Regions from separate parts of the Drosophila melanogaster genome. Here region 2 is linked to region 1. The links are chromatin contacts, called in public HiChIP or PLAC-seq maps. All regions are on one chromosome and are shown on one strand. Each heading gives the region's core, a stretch centred on a gene start, on an enhancer-like site or on the middle of the called end of the contact. The rest is flanking DNA. Distances are from core to core; before and after follow the strand shown. Region 1 overlaps CG3655. Region 2 holds the start of CG3655.

The links. HiChIP or PLAC-seq counts read pairs in DNA pulled down with a chosen protein or histone mark.
Region 2: a contact with region 1 is called in a Psq HiChIP or PLAC-seq map of the Kc167 cell line, with 2.5 times the contacts expected there. The contact joins the promoter of CG3655 here to the enhancer-like site in region 1. A contact is called at or near these places in 25 of 107 Hi-C or Micro-C datasets (the Kc167 cell line, the S2 cell line, cellular blastoderm embryo and 10 more) and 1 of 6 datasets of contacts at active chromatin or transcription factors (the Kc167 cell line).

The regions. Positions count from the first base shown.
Region 1 is chrX:1,070,374-1,077,059 of dm6, reverse strand. It overlaps CG3655, which reads left to right. Exons shown (of 5, transcript NM_001103392.2): 4 at 1-627; 5 at 760-4,019. The coding sequence ends at 1,557. The region is part of intron 1 of lncRNA:CR44779 (long non-coding RNA:CR44779); the gene reads right to left. Among named protein-coding and RNA genes, the nearest start is that of CG14629, 22 kb to the right of the region's middle. Within about 2 kb of position 4,274, at least 1 of the 39 cell types and tissues checked has an H3K27ac peak or open chromatin away from gene starts, as enhancers often do. A contact at or near this core is called in the Kc167 cell line, where this site is marked.
Region 2 is chrX:1,131,061-1,137,589 of dm6, reverse strand. It overlaps CG3655, which reads left to right and starts at 2,694. Exons shown (of 5, transcript NM_001103392.2): 1 at 2,694-3,405.

The DNA of each region.
Region 1 (6,686 bases), core at 3,025-5,524:
CGCATCCCCTCTCTGCCGATCGCCTACTGGAGCAAGAATAAGAACTTCCTGCAGCAGAAGTCGTCGACCTGCGCGAAGTACCCCTCCATTTTCGAGCTGGAATTCAACAACATCTACTGGCAGACGCTGCGCACGTCGAACGGAACGTTCCAGCTTTTTGGGGCTTATTACGACATCCGCCGCACCTCGTTGCTGGGACCCACTGTGCGGATCCTTGGAATGATCGACAGGATTGAGCCCAAGGTGAAGACCTACTGCCAGTTCTGGTTTGACGGCCAAAAGGAGCCGTTCATCGTGAAAACGTTTGAGTACAAGTACATCTGGTACAACAAGTGGGGCAACTACAAGCAGGGCATCTACCAGCCATATCTGATCGCATGCCAGATTCCCAAGCCCTTTCACGGCGTGGTGCCCAGCTCCGTGTCGATGGTGGAGAAGGAGTGTGATACGGCCACGAACAATCTGCGGGTCATCTACAACCGACCGCCCGACGACCAGAAGAAGGGATTTGCTGTCTGCGTCAAGGGATTGGACTTCCTCTACGACGACCTGAGTGTGCGGCTGATTGAGTGGATCGAAATGCTCAATATCCTTGGGGCGGACAAAATCTACTTCTACAATCTTCAGGTAATATTGTAATGCACATGTACTCACAAAAGTCTACTTCCAAATGGCTCAAGAATATCCATTGGAACAATTGCTCAGCAAACTGATATTCAATAGCCAATCCACACTCATCGTTCACCTATCCCTCGACAGGTCCATCCCAACATCACCAAAGTGCTCAATCACTACGAACAGGAGGGCAAGGTCCAAGTGATCCCGCTGACATTGCCCGGTGGGCAGCCAAACGTGCCGGGATTCCAGCACCTTTACCTAACTAAGAAGACGAACCACAAGCGCCAGAACGAGGTTATTCCGTACAACGACTGTCTGTATAAAAATCTCTATCTGTACGACTACATTGCACTGCTGGACATTGACGAGGTGATCATGCCCAAAGGCGGAGCGGTTTTATGGTCCGAGTTGATGGACAAAGTGCGTCCAGAGTCGCGCAAGATCAAGCCGGACGGATTCCACAGCTACAACTTCCGCAACGTGTACTTCTTGGACGACCAGCAGCACGAACACGGCTGGCACAAGGACATACCCAAGTACATGCACATGCTGCAGCACGTCCATCGTGCGAAGAACTACACCAAGCCGAATCAGTATGTGAAATGCTTCCACGATCCGGAGCGCGTGCTCACCCTCCACAATCACTTTCCACTGAGCTGCTTGGGCGGCGTCTGCAAGTCGTATCCTGTGGACACCAAGGACGCCCAGCTGCAGCACTATCGGGCGGACTGCGTCAAGACGCTGAAGAAGAGCTGTGAGGAGTATCGGGAGCATTCAGTCGAGGACAAAACCATTTGGAAATACAAGGACGAGCTAATCCGACGCACTATTAAGGCGCTGGACACCCTCGGCTTCTTCCGCCGCCAAGGATTGAATTCCGCTTCCGGTTCTGGGAGCAGCAGCAGCGGATTGGGCACCACCCACTCCACGGAGCGGTGATTCACACTTCTCGGGGGCGGAGGAGGCGGATGGTCCTGGCCCTGGCAACTGGTTGAAGCATCGGGCAGCAACATTGGCAACGAGGAGTTTTTCGTGTGAGGAGGCCAGCGGATGCCGTGCGTTTCACAATCCGAATCCGAACCGGACTCCGATCCCAAAATGGAGAACCCAGAACCCGTCCTCTAATCCCTGAGTCTCTGTTGCGCAGAGGATCACTTGTCTCTGAGTTTAGTTACTATATATGTCCAGAGTTCCCATCCAAACCCCATACGTAGCGAGGCACTGTTTTTGATTGCAATTCGATGGCATTTGTAGTTTGTTTTTAGAGCGTTGTTAAATATTACTCAACTGAGTAATACATGTAAGTTAACAATGCTTTTATAACGTTTGTAATATCCCATTGAGTTTGGTCCCTTGTAAAGATCTTCCGTCAGAATGCATCGAAATCTAAGACAGAAGCAGAGCTTACTAGTATGGCTAGTGTATAGAAGAGGCGTTAGTTAGTCGCGGAGTTGGGAGAGAAATCTTTTGAAATTGTGCCTTCGAACTTGGATTGTAGTCAGTCCCGTCCCGACCCGACCCGACCCGACCCGAATGACCCGTCCCGTCCTCCCCTATCATCCCTTCCATATATCCCAATTTTACACTTCCATTCGCAAAAAAAAAAGACACAAGGTCACAACTTTTCAAAAAATGAGACCCATCATAACATTTGCTTAAGTTAACAACAGAAAGAGAGTCGAGGATGAGGGGCAAAAGTGAAGGAAACCTAAACTAAGTTCAAGACTGATGATGTTTATTAAGAATTATAAAAACGAAAGTGAGGAAATTTCAAGCGAATTTTTGTTTTCACATTTGGATAGAATCGATATTATTGTTGTTGTATAGGCAAGTAAATGCCCCCCTAAAAATCGCAAGCGAAATATATCACTAATGCTAAGCAAAAGACAAAGCAAATTGATCAAGTTTGAGTTGTAAACTGTAAATAGGAAAATTGTTAACGAAGAGGACAAAGCCCTAAGGATAAAACTAACTATATGCGGATTAGGCCGATGTAAATCGGACAAACTAGCAGGATATTGAAGAAGAGGGGACGAGGATTAGAGAAGCTGCTCAACCCAATCCTTAAATGGTGTTTATTACCGATCGACCATCATACCCAATATTCATGTTTTTTAACTTGTACATACACATACACACACACACAAACACAAACACAAACACACACACACACACACACACTTACATAACACAGCACACAAATACACCACGCACATTTCCTTATGTAATCTATATTAATTTTTTTATAGCAGCTTAGTCAAATTGTTGTTGAAGCTAGAAAGAGTCGTGTACAGTTGGGGCAATTTGGTTTGCCTGCCAAAACTATTCGATAGTTTTACGACTACACATAAACGAACACAAATACATATACAGATACAGATATACAGATATAGACATACTTCAGTGTATTAATGTTAGTTGCTAGCTGATAAGGACAACCCGTGTGAAGGAAACCCAATTTTCTTTACTCATTTTTTTTTTTGAGTAGCTAATAAACAACATCTGATATGAGAACAAAGTGATTGGAGAATAAATTAAAAAAAAACATTTCGACTAATAGTATCAGTTATATTGAAAGCAAATTATACGTTTAGATATTAACTTAAATTCCCGATTCTGTATCCAACCTTAAATCATAATCTCTATCAGCAGCCGTTTTGGGATAAACCAAAGCCCTTTTCAGCACTCTTCCAGCTGAATGGCTCGGTAAGGATACTGTGATACGGCGAGCGTGCCAACGACGTGAGACACCAAACTTCCAGGAATGTAAACAACAAAGCATTTAGAAGGCACAAATGAATCTACTTTACGCAGGAGCAGCAGCAAAGGGGAAAGTCCTCCAGGATACCTAAAGCCACTCCACACAAAACTTTCTGCCCAAAGAGCCGAGGGATATCCAAGGAAGTTCGCAGGCACCGGACAGGACTAAGAACAAAAGGATATGGCTGGAGGTTGGGGGCGAAGAAATTTGTATAAACGCAACTTAAGTGAGCATTAAACACGCTCCACTGGAGGACCAGAAACGGAGCCGGGTGCCGGGAGCCGAGAGCAGGGAGCAGGGAGCTGCGGAACGGAACTCGGGAGCTGCTGCCAAGTTCCCGGGCGTCTAAGTTGGTTAATAAACATTACCAACGCCACAAAAACCATTTACGTGAACTATTAAAATTCCGCAGCATTTAAGTTGCCTACCAGCGCCCTTTCTTAGCCTTGTTTCACGATTATATTTATTTATATGGCACACACGAGGCGGAAACGACGGCAACAGTTTATGGACTGCAGGATAATGATTATGTTGATGGCGACGATGGTTATGAGGCGGTTTTCAACACTTTCCAGCAGCCAGCAGCAGACTACTGATTGAACATTTTCAGCTCCTAGCTTCCAGCTACCCGGAGCTTCACACAAAAAAAAATGAGAATTCGAAATGCGGCGAACTAATTAAAAATCCTATTCCCAAAGCTATTCCGTGGCATATGCGTTCCATTCATAATGCAAGCGCATAAATTCAGGAATAAAGAGCGCTGCTTAAAAATTAAAATCCGCAATTACACGACAGCCCCAGGTGATGATGATGTTGCAACTCCAAAACCGCATAAAATTCATACCCTGCGGTCAGTCCGTCGTCTGGTTGATTTTTCGTATGGCCCACTCTCTGTCCGAAAGTCTGTTTTCTATTCCGTTTCCCGTGATATTTCGGTGTATTTCTTGTCCCAACTGTGTCCATGCATTCGGGCATCGAGTTACATTCGTCCGCGGAACCTGGACGAAACATCCCGCACCTGACTGGCAACTCGAAGCTATTGTGGAGTGATGGCACTGCACTGGAAAACGCATTCCCGTAACTTCCTATCTAGGATCTTTTGCAAATTATGGTATTCCACCATATAAAAAGTAATGTAAAATCCCAAATAAGAAGACTTTACTCGTTGAGTTTTTGTAAGAAACTGATTTTATTTGGAAATATCTTCGGTTTAAATAGGTGACATGAGAATCGCATCTTAAAGTAAATGGCCTACGCAGAGGCCTAAGTAAATAGTCCCCGCCTTATCGAGGTCCCACGCTCGGGCACATCTGCCTATCTTGAGCGGCGAGGACCTTATCTGTGGTCTCCCACTAAGGGACTATTTTAGGAGGCGGGGAACGATCTCAAGTGACTGACTCATGTAGTGTGCACTTAAATTACATGTTTTTGAGCAATGCACCCATGTCGCCTTAGATAACAAAATCCTAAATATAATTTATCGCTCTCGATTCATTTACATAAGATATGAACGGAGCCCAAAATTGTAAGTCTTTAAATATATTCGTGTTCATGTGTGAACATTCTGCCAAAGGGCCAGCAAGCTGAGATGTACATTAGTATATTAGTTGCATTTATAACAGTAGTGGACTGTATTTATTTGATATATGTTCATTTATTTTGCAACTAAGATTTCAATGGGCCTAGTTTTTCTGGCTTTTAATTTTATTGGATTACAATTATGGTTTATATTATTTTTAATTCAACAATTTGTACTCAATTAACTTATTTTAAACATTTTGCTTTTTCTATGTAGAAGTACATTTTCTATTAAACAACGATATAGTGGACTGTATATTTTTATTTGTTATATTATTTTATTGTTTATTTACTATTGATATTTATAGTACTGGCAACGGACCTGCAAAGGTTATTGCTTGCATTCTTTGTTGCACAGCACATTTCCGTATGAAATATATTATTAATACTATCATTAGTATTAAAGCAATAATTAATCCAGCATGTCCGGAAATATGATGGAAATGTAAATCTTTCAATTTTTGATGGTTCTCTTTCATAAATTTAATTTCATTATTCAATCGTTCAAATTCCTCAGTATGATTTAATATTGATAGTTTCAGCGGATCCCAAATAATCTTCGGCGCTTCACTAACTTCTCCTATATAAGGTGTTGATAATAATTCTTCACTTTCGGACTGAATGTTATGGTGGGCAACTAGAATTTTATCGTCGGTTCTTGCCGTACAATATGGCGCAATGCTTAAAACTCCTTGCTGAGGCAAATCAAACAATTCAATTTGAGAGCCAGTACATTGCAGACGGACTTTTGAATTCGCAGGAACCTTAAACAACCAACTACTTTTCTTTTCTAACTCTACCCAGTAACTTTTAGAGTCGACTACTGTTTTATAGATGCAGTTCGCCGCTTTATCTGGCTTTAGAGGCTGAATCTCACATGCATTATCATTCGCTGAATTCCAGGGCCAACTTCCTTTGCATATTCTCTTATTTAGTTGCCATTTCTGACATTGATTTAATGTGGCTTCCGTCATTATGTGATAGGAATCTATCTCAAAATTATAAATTAAATATTCGGACGTTGTATGCACCATTATTATCCGATCTTCATTTCGAATTGGCACCGGAATAAGCCTGAACAATTTGGATGGATGCCTGCTAAACAGAGGCACTTTTGCACTAATGATCAATTTATCGTCGATGAATAAACCCCTGGCTGTTAACAGTGTATACACCTCCTTAAGTTCCGTACCTGACCGTTTTCCTGGAATTACTAGGTTCTCCGAAAGACTCTGCTGAATTTTGGCAATTTCTTTTTTAAGCTGATTTGGCCTGAGAATATTTGTATTTAGCCTACCGTGATTAATATCAATCAACAGGCTTATAATGCCTGCTTGAATTTTTTCGCCTTCTTCAATCAATGAGTGTAGCTGTTTCGTAATCATAAAGAATTTTATTGATTCCTTATAAACATAATAATTTTCTTTAAGAACTTCTGTCATGTTCTCAATTCTTATTTGCATACTTCTAAAATTGGAGTTAACATCTTCTGTTGTTCTCTTTAATAGATTAGAAGTTGAATCAACCACAGATGTTTGTTTTTGAATTAGTTTATCAAGGTTGTTCTGGTTATCTAACAAATTCTTCATATTTTCTTCTAATTGCTCTCTATCATCTTCATCCATTATACCAAATAAAATATGATACAAGGAACCCATAAATTCGAAAGGAGCACGCTTGCTTCTAGATCTAGACTGTATCATAAACAATTTATTGTTTTCTTCAAGTT
Region 2 (6,529 bases), core at 1,445-3,944, 62 kb before region 1:
CCACCCGCACTTGCCTTGCCACTCCTCAATGAAGTTGTCGTTGTCAAGTTTTAGACCTGAACTTTTCGCAGCTCCTCTATTTCCACGCCCACTTATGCCGCCCATTGCCGTGCATTGAAAAGCGGCCGCCTTCTCGGACCATTTTCCTTAACCCTTGTCTTATCCTCTCCGCTGGCTGCATTATAATTCGCTATTAGAAGTCACTTAAAAAGTTTCCCAAGTTTTCCATGCAGCTGCCAACATTGTTGTCAGCCACGCCCATTCGTAACCCCTCTAAATTTGCTTGGCCAAAAGTTGTGGGCGGCACAACAGTGGGTGACATTTTTTTAATTGAATAATTGTAGGCATCGTGCCAAGGGATTTCGCGTAGAGACGCATTCCTTTTCCACAGCCATTCCCGGGCTGGGCAATTACAGCAGGATGAGAGAGAGAGAGAGAGAGCTGGAAAATTCTAGGAAAAAACCAAAGTGATACTTGAGTAAAAGGATTCCGAGTTAAACACCAGGCTTTTATTTACTGCAATTGAATTGGCTGCCCGAAATAAAATACAACTACATGCGATGTGCGGAACAGCTTTAATTTTCTCAGCCCCGAGTTCCCTTGGGATAATGGTCAGTTTGCTTCTTCCAGCTCTTTTCAGATTAAGTCCCCTTTGCTGCCTGAAATTGGCAGACATTAATGGGTTAATTTGCATTAATATATTCAATTGGATGGCTCTGCCACCGGGGAAAAGCTTGGTGTTCCAGCAATGTCCTTTTGTTTTCCGCATTTTTGCTTTTGTTTTTGTTTTGCATGTTTGCGTGGCACTTGTTGTTCTTTTTACACTGTTTAATTCGATTTGCCAGCGCATTGCAATTTAATTTATTTTTCAGCCAGCCAACGAAAGTCCTGCTGCCACTTTTCGATCCGAAATGCATAATTGCATTTTAAGCGCTCACAAACAAAGACACTGCAGCACCCATTCCCATTTCGCCCCTCGAATTTCCACGCGATTTTGCCCACGTTTCCCCTCATTTTCCACCGCAAGTCAACTGAAGCTGAAATCATCATTAAAGTAATTATAACTGTCAATGAAGGGCTTGCAAAGTGCAGATAAGGATTAATAGGAAAGCGAGAGCGAGAGCGAGAGCGAGAGCGAAAAAGCGACATCCTCATAAAGGTAATTGCCGGCATAATGATCTTTCTAAATTTTCACCTGGCCAAAAGCAAAGGACCCAGGCTGTGTAGGGCTCACTTGCCTGAGGCTTTGGCGCTCATCCAGTGACTAACTGGCAAATATTATTGACATTTTGGGCTCCACTTAACGTGGGACATGCGAGAGGGAAATCAACATTAATATGTTGAAATATGTTCTTTGGATCTGATGACTGATCGGGAAAGTGAATTAAAGTGAAACGAAAGTTGGCGAGCAAAACATTTAGTGGCTAACAAGCGATTGGCAAATATAGAGTATAGATGGTACATATGTACATACGTTCAAGCATATATCGAAACTTGCTTCCAAAACGTTGATGCTCGACATTGCGCACTTTTGCTTTACACACTTGAGGCTGCTCAAGTGAAGAGCAGGTCAAACAAAAACGCAACAAAGAACTCCATACGCAAAACGAAGCTATTGGCGGTTGGCCAGGTTGACCTTGACCTTGGGGGGCAGCAGTTGGTGCTGGGGCCTCCCCTCGAAGGTCGGCGAACAGTGTTGTAGTCTCGTTTCAGCCGCATTCAAATTTAACAGCCAATTGGGATGCAATGCGCGCTTAATTACACAACATTTATGGAAACCAGTACGCGTAGTGTTTCAAAGTCAAGTGCAAAAGGCGAAGAGAAGGAGAGAATATTCAATCCGCATATTATATACCCTCAAAGTTGTAGAAACACTATATATCGTGTATATTGACGCATCGGTTTGGTGATTACGGTGTAATTTAATCATTGCGTTCACTTGGATCGAGAATGAACATCAAATGAAAAATACTTTTGCTTAAAAAAAAAAATGATCAAACTAATTAAAATTCTCGCTACGCACTCGAAGCTAGCGCCATCCCGCTCGCACCCCCATTCTGAAGTCATATCCATTATAGGCATGTTCATATATCGAACTATTTGTTTTCGATTTGTTGCATTGTGCCTTGGCCAATAATTAATAGCTGTGGCCAAAATCAAATGTTAACTTAACATACATAGATTCCCAGAGCAGCGAACATGTTCGTCGCCTCGCGACTCCCGACCACTCCGCACTAACCAAACTGTTGCGCTTGAAACCGGCCGCTACGCCTGCGCACGCGTCTGCCGTTGCGACGAGCAACAACAAGGCGCTTGGAGCAGAGTGATGGCACGACGGCTATCGAACTCCTGGCTATCTGTCGCTTTTCAAGCTGTCATAACACTGGTTGCTCTGCAAACTACAGATGATACGGATTACAGATGATATGGCTGCTTATTTTATACAAAGCGGTTCATCTGGCAGCAAAATCTCTTTTGTTACAAAAATATATAGACAAAGTATAAACTCGATTTTTCTCTCGATATGATTATTTCCTAGCGCCAAGGTGTTCGATTGGACAACACCATCGGGTTGCTTGCCCAGCAAAAGTCGGCAAACACACGACTTCGAACATGTTGCCAAGTTCGAACGCGTTCGATGTTCGACTGCAGCGGCAGAAAACCGGTGCCGTCACAACGAAAAACACGTCTGGCTTCAGTCGACAAAATTTTTTAATGCGCGCGGTTGTGCGTCGCTCCGTGGCTGAAATTTGCGATTTACGATTCGGGACTTGCGATTGTGCTGACCATTTGCCAGTATTTGATTCTCGATTTGTGGTGATTGTACCCGCCGGAATATTTGATGACCGCGAAAATGCAGGAGTTTTGAAACTAGTGGCTCGCCCCAAGGACAAAGAGGATAGAAGGATAGAAGCTAGCAAAAGGAGGCTCCGTTTTCACGTGCTTATTATCGCTCTCTCTTTCGAGCGCGCTCGTGTGTTGGTGAATGTTTATAATCATTTTTTATCTCGACGATCAATCGTTTGATACGAGAAGAAACCCAGAAGGGAATAATTTAAGTGCCGCTTTTTGTTGTAATACCGAAGTCAATACATTTTTTTCGAGTGGATGGATGTGTGCTGTTTGAATTTTGGAAAATACAACAACTAGAGAAAGAGAGGAGAGGCGAATAAGAAAGAAGAAATAATAAATAGCAAGTTGAAAGAAATTGAAAAAAAAACCGGATTCCCAGCAGAAACAACAACTAAAGAGCAGCATCAAAAGAGAAGAAAAGGAAGAAGCAGCAGCACAGGCTTCCAGTATTCCATATCTTCTTGTTGTTGCGCACACGCACCAGAAGAGAGGAGGATCGACCAGGCAGCTGTTCTCTGGCTCTCTGGAAAGTGGTCAAAGGAGAAGGAGGAGGTAAGTCAAATAAGTGAAATGTTCTCTCTTTGGCCTTCCGTTTGCGTGGGTGCGAGCGAGATGGCGCAGGCGCAGCCGTTTTCCAATTGTTGAATGCTTTTTATGTTTTACGAGAGAAAGGAACCCTTTTGTTATTGCACACAGTGTAAAAAAGGAAATGCGAAAGAGAATCGTATCGATTCCTTGTAAAATTGTTATTAATTCATTTGAAATTACACCCAAGAAAGAGGAGGGCTAGAAATGTAGTACACGGGCCTTGCACGCCTCTACTAATTCCACTTCTGATCGCATTTCACACTTGCTCTCTCTCTTGTCCGTTCTTTCCTTTTCAAAAGTAAAATCGAAAGTTGCAGAACATAGAAATAGTTAATTGTCATCCTCAGTTCAGTTTTCTACTTTTCCCATGGTGCTCCACTGATCCATTTGTTGGCGATTTGAGGAAAAAGCGTTTGGGAAGGGGCGCAAAAAGTCATTTCCAATAGTTGGTGACCGACCATTCAGACTGACATAATGAGCTATAAAGAAAAGAACGATGAACGAGGCGGAGAAGGAGGAAAATGAACGGGGGCCATGCGCATATCTTTCTAGGTATGTATGTAAATATGCTGGGCGCCATGAAAAATAAATAAAAATGCGGTTGGCATTGCACTTTGCTCGGTCGAGCAACGGCAGGAAAGCTGCCTTTCGCTCTCGATTCTGCTCGGTTTTATTTTTCTTTATTTAAGACTGTACCAACTACTATTTTATTATATTTTATTCTTTCCGCTTGCCGGGGGAACATGAGCACTTAACACGAGACACTAATTTTTTGGGGAAATATGTAAATACCTCCTCAAGCTTGTTTATTTCGTATTTAACTATATTTTGGCTTACTCCCACGAAAGTTCCTCGTAGGTCGCAGACGATTAATAAGGAATATTTTTGCTCTTTAATCAATAGACAAATTCTTTTATTTGGTGTATTAAAAGTAAAATGTATTTGTCACGAGTTTTACTCGATTCAATAAAATTAGTTCGATAGACAATTATGCTGAAATATCGATATTAGTGAGCTGCCTCGTTTAATGCCGTTAATTGAATTAGCACCCGCACTTAGGCACACACATAAACACCTTCTCACTCACTGAATAACAACAACTCGCCGGCAGCAACAACAAATTGGATTAATGCAAACGAATCGAATCGCCGAACAGGAAAGACCAAAAAAGAAAAAATGTGTAAAAGCTACAAAATGGTAAAACGATGGTTTTTAATACAAACAAATAGCTAAACACCGCACCAAAAAGCACAATCACTAATGCAAAATGAATCTTTCATAATCGACCTGGTCAAAAGACAGAGGCAGATACAGTGCAAGAGAGATAGCAAGAGGTGGAGAGGGAGATGGGGCGAACACGACATGATAATAACGGTTCCACAAATTTAGTTGCTACTTTTTTTTGTGGCTCAGCTCTGCTTTGTTTCGTTTCGTTTTGCTTTTGGGCGTCCTTTCACTATGCCATCTTCATCGACTTCAGTTTTTTCCCATTTTCGCATTTCGCAACCAGCGTTCGATATTTTGATTAGAACTCTGGTTGGACACCTCTCAGGTTGATGATATCCATCCCACCTCCATAAACATTTTCCTCCTTCCCGCTCTTTCATCCAATGGGTTTTTTTCTCGTTTTGAACAATATTTGCTCTTTGGCTTAACCATTCGTTTTGTTATGTTTCGTTTCATTTCTTTTTTTTCCCGATGACCGATGACAGGGTTGTCATCATTATCTGTGCTTGGTCAAATCATTTCAAATGGGGAAGTTATGGAATCAGAATGTATTAATACTTATATAAACAGTAACACGAATATTGTCCGTTTCATGTGATGCAGTATTTACTTACGCAATGTCATTGTTTAAAATCCAACACCATCCATTATGTGATGTGGAAGGCACAAGAAATATTTTGCCAAGTAATGGCAAACATTTAATATGCTAGTTATTATTCGAGCCAAATTGAATGAGTGTGCTAGCCCAATTTCTCTGTGCTTTCCAATCACTCAGTCCATTCTTTTCATAGATGTTGCAAGTGAGTCGCCTCAAATTACGCGGATCTGCGAAATTGTAGCCCAAATGCAAATTAATTATGCGGATATGACATGGAGCCCTCCATTCGACGTCCAAAAAAGTCACGAACCTCTGCCGCTGAAATGCGAGATATTTGAATCAAATGGGGGGTACAGTGGAGCTCATTAACAACAGCTGCCGCCACCGTTAACTACGCATATTGGATATCAAAGAAGAAATCCAAAAAATCATTCGACATGTTTTTTGCCCTTACAAAGACATCAATCTAAAATTGGCAGGGACCGAAGGGCTGGAAAATAATCAAATCAAATCAAATCAAAAATACATCAAAGTTTGTTTTTTTATTTTTGTTTAATTAGTCGATCGGCGGGCGTGTGTGTAAAAATGTACTTATTTGCCAGCGGAGAGAGTAAGTAGATCCCGGGGCACCGCGAAATTTGCACTTTCCCCTCGTTAAGGCTTCCATATTCGACTAATGAAATGATGAAATCGCATTCACGTCTCCACTGAATGAAAGGGAATACGAAAGGCAAAAATCCGAATCCGGAGCTGCACTTAAATCTTCTCGCTCTTGATTAATTGGGCAATCCGTGAACTGTTAATTTGCCGCAGTTTACGTTCATATTCAACTGCAAACAATGGATTAATCAATCGGAGGTTAGCTTAGCACTAGCGATTACTTTTCTTTGTTTTTATAAGTAATTACTTAAGAAGAGAACAAGTAACCATCGGAATAAAAATGTTATTTAGGAATTAAGGACACATCATTTAGACGTCAGCTTTAGATTTGTATTATTAGCTTAATTTTAACCGATATTGATATATCTGGGAAATCTTTTTTTACAAACCACAAATTTCTACCATTAAAGTGCTATCGGAATAATCGGTACATTTCAACAATCGTCGAATTCGTCAAGTCTTTGGCTGCCTTCTGCTCGCTCTGTTCCCATTATTGCAATTCTATATATAAAATGGTAGCGGATCCGCAGCTCCTTCTCACATCGTGCCACACGAAATGCTTGCCTCTAGTTAATTTTCGCCGTTTCTGATTTTTTAGGCTTC